Linked DNA regions of Mus musculus: region 2 is linked to region 1. The links are chromatin contacts, called in public promoter capture Hi-C maps. All regions are on one chromosome and are shown on one strand. The core of a region is the stretch at or near the end of the contact, and the rest is flanking DNA. Distances in the headings are between cores, read along the strand shown.

Region 1 (3,423 bases), core at 723-3,222:
GTTCCTGAGTAGCTAATATATTACTGTTACGAGAAACAGAACTACCCCTACTTACAATCAATGCACACTTACATTTTTTTTGCTAAACACTGACCAGCACTTTTTTTAGATATATCTATCTTAAACTTCCTCTCAAATTCAAGGCCTATAAAGCCACCTACCACATGATATCTTCCTTCATTGATTGTGAAAGACCTTAGAAGTAGCCAAAAACAATTAAAAAATATTCTAAATGGAAACGAACCTGATTACCAACTTTATATTACATTTGATGGAGTATCCATCCTTCTAGATTTTAAAGTCCTAAAGCAGTGGTTCTCAACCTGTGGGCTGTGACTCATTTGGGGTTAAAGACCCTTTCACGGGGATGCCTAGGACCAAAGGAAAACACAGGTATTTATGTTCCAGTTCATAAAGGTAGCAAAAGTATAGTTATGAGGTAGCAATGAAAATAATTTTATGATTGAGGGTCACCCCAACATGAGGAACTAAAGGATGGCAGCATTAGGAAGGTTGAGAACCACTGTCCTACAGCCTGTATAAATAGTATCTTCCCTTCTTTAAAATCTGAGACTCTAAGCAGCTCCAATTTCAAAACTAATCTAGACTCCTGCCACTTCCTCCATCTTCACCCTGGTGTAATCACTGCTAACACTTTCCCAAACTATTATGGCAGCTTCCCCCATGGTCTTATTGACTTCCTCACAATAACTGGGTTCTCCATGCCACAGAAACATGGAGGCTTATGTGACTAAGATTAGATCACCTCCCTCCTCTTCCCTTTCCTTTCCCTAAATGTTGAATTACTCTCATCACTCTAAAGCAGAACGCTGAGATTCATTCCAGATCTGAATCCTGCCCTGCTGCTTTCACTTCCCTCAGAAGAAAACACTTGGGGTTCTATGAACCACATGAGCCTCATCTCCAAACATTTACACATGCCAATCAATGCCTGCGTCAACCTTACAGATCACATTCTATTGTTTGTTACCAAAAGGAACTACTCCAATCTTCAATTTGTTAAGGCCCCTTTGACTCAAGACAAATATCTCAGTGACAGCCTAGGACATATTCTCCTCACCTGCATGAGGGCCATATCCATTTCTGCAGTCATGGACACCTGTGAGATGAGAGATGTTATGAATGATGGCAGGGACCCAAAGCTTTAGGTTTTCCTATACCCTCTCCCAACCCGGAGCAAAGTGACATAGGGATGCCCTCGTTACATCTGATCCTAAATCCTCAGTGCTTGTGCTTACTTATGGACCCTTGAACAATGACTCAACTGGCCTATAATATATCTCCACACAACTCCCAGGTTGGAAAACCCTAGGGTGGTCCAAGAACTAGCTGAGATGAGAATATACATACATATATACATACATACTCTCATCACGAGCAGCAGCTTTTTGGAAACCCTAAAACCCACACTCAAGTCTGTGTAGTTTTTCCATAACACGAATTCCTGTCATGGGGAAAATGGTACAACACTTCATCTCATTATTACGGGCCTAAATAGTCCACACTTCAGCGTCGCTCCAAGAAATTACACACACTATGGCCCTGGCTGTACCACTCCGCCTCCTCATTGTAGCTTTGCAAATAGAAAAGCCGAATCACGTACTCCTACTAATACAGGGATCTGGGGAGTAGCGACTTAAGGGGACTCCCTAATTCCGACTCTGCAAGATAAGTGGCGAGGACAAGGGAGCCACAAATGTCGCACCACTTACCTAAGCCTGGTGCATGAGCGTGGGCACAGCCATCCAAGTAAGCGAGCGCAGACAACGGGGAAACGGGGACGAGGGACCTGGACAATACTGCCACTGTCAGTGCCGGGGCTGCGATGAATATTACGCCCTTAGAACCGCTCCTTTGAGATTCTTCGATCCGTACACCTCTGGACAAAGGGGTCTTGCACACGATCTGGAAGGAGGGACCCAAAAACCGCTAAAATGAGCGCCACAGAGCGCAGCCGGAAATCCCGCCCCATTCCTCCAGCCAAACCCGAAGATGGTACTATCCTAAATTCTCATTGGCTCATGCTCCTCTCTCTGTGGATAGTGCATTCTGGGTAACGTAGTTCCTTCAGATATGCGTCTGTGGGTGGGGAAGCTGTGCAACTTCATCACCTGGAACAAAGGCCAAAAGGGATGTGTGCTGGGAAGCGCCATGTACGCTAGCAAACAACCCTTTTCATCTGTCTTCTTTTCTGAAGTCCTCGGCCATAGTCTGGGGCCACCCACCCCAGTGTTTTCCAACTTGGGGGCAAACAGAATACAAGGATGCTAGACTGGAGGTCAAAAGAGGCTGTGGTTGTATAGATGAACTCAAACTCCGGGGGAACTGCGGGATTTCTCCATGTGTACCCAAATGCTGGGCAGACATCCGATGGAGAGCCCATGCCTAGCCTCTTGAACTAGCTCAGGGCACTTGGCCTCCTAGTCCACTGTTGGAAGCCACTTGCAGGGAGTCGAATTTAAATCCATAGTGACTCCTACATTTCCCTGTTGTCTGCTTAAATACCCCCTCCCTTTGTATTCTAATACCACTCCTATGGCACTTGATTTGCCTCTTCTTCAGTGTTGCCCTAAGAGAACACACACAGCTCCTTAAGCTTCAACTAGATCTGTCCGGTAGCTAGAAAGTTGGCTGACTAGCCTGAATATCAATAAAAAGCAGAAATTGCCTCTCCAGGAAAAAAAAGAAATCAGGATCTGTGTGAGGCCAGCAAGTTCTGCAACTCGCCCTCTCCTGAGGGCGCCGCTTATAGAGGTAGAGAGCAGCAGCCACCAACTGGCCATAAACTAAATGTAACTCTTGTACACAACTACAAAAAAGACAAAGTTAAACAGAGTTCAAGCAAATCTTAAACTCCTAGCATATGAAAAGTTTTGTGTTTGTCTGTATTTGTATATTTGGCATCCATCAATCTCAGGACCAGAGATAGCTAAAGTTGTAACTCATGCTGATGTACACCATGCAATTCCTACAAAGGATGCCAGAGGGAAGAGAATTATTAGTTCTGGGCTAGCATGGTTACAGAGCATGAGTCAAACTAAAATATCAACAAATACCAACAGTGAAAGTCAATTGAACAGGTTGGAGTGTCTTTTCAATGATACTCAGTTGTCTAAATTTCCAAGTGGCTAGCTGAGCTTTCTACTACTTCTAGGAAACTAACTGGTCTGGACGCAGTCTTCTTTGCAGCTTGGTTTATTAAGGAAAAATGTGCCTTGAAAATCTCATTTTTGGGGGGGGGCACTTTCTGAAGCTATTTTGCATTGTCTCAACTGCCTACTTAAGAATGGAATGTTTCAATCTCACAGTTAACAGTTATGCAACAAAGCTATACATACATTATTACACATTTTAAGGAGACTGTAGAAAGAAATGAAGGCAGAGTCACTAAACTTATGAATT
Region 2 (3,135 bases), core at 430-2,929, 1.9 Mb after region 1:
CTAAAACTATAAGCCAACCTCAATTAAATGTTTCCTTTCTAAGAATTGCCAGAGTCATGGTGTCTTTTCACTGCGATAAAGCCCTAAGACACCCACCAACAATTACCAGTGGAAGCCGGGTATTATAACTCATGCCTATAATTCCAGTACTTAGGAGACTGTCACAAGTTCAAAGCTAGCTTGAGCTACATTGTGATGCACTAGACCCCTTTCAGCCCAGTATAAAGAGCAGAGATAGTCGAAGTGATCAGACCAGATGTGATGCCTAGCAAAGACACTAAAACCTGTCACACTATCTCCAAGTTTATACCATGTGCTCTAGGGTTCCAGTTTCCTAGAGTCATCAATCCATGCTGGGGTGGGTTTTGTTGACACGGCTATCTAATGTTCCCTCACTCATACTCCTGTAAGTAACCCCAGTAAAGCTCACTGGCTTACCAAGTTGTACTTTGGTCTGTCCTCTCTTCCCTATCTGGGACTCCTAGATGCTTGTTCATGTCTCCACAGAATTACTGTCTACACAACACCATTTCCCTTCTTCCACAGTCGGTTTCCCGTGCAGCAGCCGGCAACAAGGAGCCTGAGGAGAATAAGTTGGCTTGCCAGCCTTCTCCACACCCAAATTTCCCATTGTCATTTCTACATATAAAGTACACATTCTGCTTTTCAGAGAATTATTCTGGGTCTGACACCTTCACCTCACTGATCCTTATTCTAAGGAGAAAGATCTTTCTGCACATGCCTAAGTAATTCAGTCTCCCCTTCAGGCACAGGCACATACTGGCACACACCGTGGGAGAAGCAACCTTCTACACTTCTGTTCACACTTGCCAAGAATTTCATACAACTCACAGCCTACACATCTCTGGGTTATGTACCTAACCTGTTCAAGACTGCAAGGCACCAGGCTACTAGGGCACACTGAGATAATAGACCAAGGACACCACTAACCTAAAACCTGTTGGTAGCATGAGGGTAATGGCAGGATCCACTTACCAGGCCAAGCTCCATAACTGGTTCTGAAGTCAGGGGAACCTGAAAAAAGGAGGAGGCTCTTAGAATCTAGCAGCCATAGGCGGTCTTCACAGGCTTCAGTCACACAGTGACCCTGATCACCGTGGGGTCAGAAGGCCTGGGATTACTACAAATCTGTCTATGCAGTGGTCCACAATTCTGAATCTCACCTGAGAGCTGTCACACCGGTGGCACAACTCTCTCCTGCCCCTCATATCTCCTCCTGTTTGTCCTTGCTCTGAGTAACTTCAGGAAAATTTAGAATCCTATTCCCGAATAGGATCTCTGTTCACAATTCTCACTGGCTCCCGGTGTCTGAAGAATTAAACTCAAATTCCTCAGGTGCAAATCGACCTCACAACTGCTTCTACAAACACTTGGCTACTAGGACTCAAAATCTTCCCTGCCTAGCAGCCCTTTCAGGAGGCATCCCTCTGCAACACTCACAAACCCCTGCACACAGCTGTTCTGCTGCCAGGAGCACCAACTAGGAACTTCAGGGTCATGATGGGGCCTCTTCCGGGGCTCTAGCGCTCGGGTGACAGCGCAAGACGCAGCACTTACCTGGGCTATGTTCCTGTGCATGGCCACAGCCATTGGATTCTGTAGAGGAAGCAAGGACCAGGTCGCCGAGGTCTCTTCCCTAGGCCTGGCTCGGGGCATGTGGGCGGAGTCGCTGGGCCTCAGCAGGGCCTCTGTAACACAGAGCAGCTCTTTGCGCTCTGCCATAAGAACTGCCCACCTCGCCGAGCTTCCAGTTAGGTAAACAAACCTCAGAAACGCCTAAACGACCACCAAAAAGACCACGCTGGAAATCTAGCTCCAGACACGAACCGCGCACTAGTCCACAAACACACACCCCAAAAAATAATAATACAAATAAATGCCGAATTTCCACGGGCTCAACTCCACCCCCATCGTCTCGCGTATTGCATCCCGGGAAATGTAGTTTCCGTCGCTCCCCAGGCAGGTACCCTGCCCCCAAGCCTGACCCCTATGAACTTAGTTTAAAAGAAAACAGGCATGCTTATATGAGTTTGTGACTACAGCTTTCTGGCGAGGAAAGATACTTAAATAAAACTGTTTCAGTATTCCTGGGATCTGTTGTATGGCTGATAGCCACTGTGATGATGTCTTATTTCAGACACCATGAAGTTCTTTGTGCATCAAGAGGCTATAAAGAAACAAATTCAAATGAACATATTCCGTATAGTAGTTTAGGCACTATATGTGTGCTTGTGTATCTGTATATTTATGTATACACTCAGGGACTCCATGATGCAGTTCTCAAGAGGTCATCCCATCCATGATGGATGAGACTTTATGGTATTTCAGATATTCGTGTCACCCATGTGCCTTTAAGAACCCCTCACCAGTGCTCACACACAAATGCTCTCTCTCTCTCTCTCTCTCTCTCTCTCTCTCTCTCTCTGTGTGTGTGTGTGTGTGTGTGTGTGTGTGTGTACATCATACATACATACCTATACCCATGCCTGTACCCGTACTTGTACACATACACATATGTGTGCAAAAACTGTTGGCTTGGCTATAATATGCATTTTTATTGCTGTTCAAACGCTTTCATTCAAAATCATTGATAACTAAATTTTTAACTCCCTGTATACTCAGTTAATGACAAGACAAAAACAATGTTAATTGGGTACATTGTATGGAAGATAAGGAACAATGTTTTGACTACCGTAGATCAGAAGCTAAAGGGACATCTTTGCCTCTTGTTCCCACAGACAGCTGCTTTCCTACCTATTTTCTAGTGATTGTGCCTAATGCGCAGATCCAATTTTATATTTTTCATTTAGTATGTCTTGTTCAACTTCCAAAGAAGCAGTTGCCTTAAGAATTTATAAATTCACTATGTCTTCCAGTTGCCCCAAATATATATTTGTCAAGAAACTGCTGAATGAAATTTTTTAAAAATTTAAAAATGCCTTGCTCCTAGATATGGTGGAGGAGGTTTGTTGTACACATGAGGAGAGCATTGCCAGACAGAGTCCAGAGTGAACATGACCCTGAGATAGGCAGTGCTAGGAGAGAGGGTAGGGGAGAGGAGAGATAGGAGAGACAAGAGTAGAAAAACAGATCAAGTAACCAAAATGGCTGGAT

Evidence for each region. Promoter capture Hi-C pulls out the DNA fragments that hold promoters and counts their contacts.
Region 2: a contact with region 1 is called in a promoter capture Hi-C map of pre-B cells. The contact joins the promoter of Zfp551 here to the promoter of Zik1 in region 1. A contact is called at or near these places in 5 of 39 promoter capture datasets (cranial neural crest, frontonasal cranial neural crest, hippocampal neurons and 2 more).

Annotation. Positions count from the first base shown.
Region 1 is chr7:10,493,409-10,496,831 of GRCm38.p6, forward strand. Zik1 (zinc finger protein interacting with K protein 1) reads right to left here and starts at 1,973. Exons shown (of 4, transcript NM_009577.3): 1 at 1,734-1,973; 2 at 1,082-1,120. The coding sequence starts at 1,114.
Region 2 is chr7:12,420,812-12,423,946 of GRCm38.p6, forward strand. Zfp551 (zinc fingr protein 551) reads right to left here and starts at 1,680. Exons shown (of 4, transcript NM_001033820.3): 1 at 1,579-1,680; 2 at 997-1,035. The coding sequence starts at 1,677.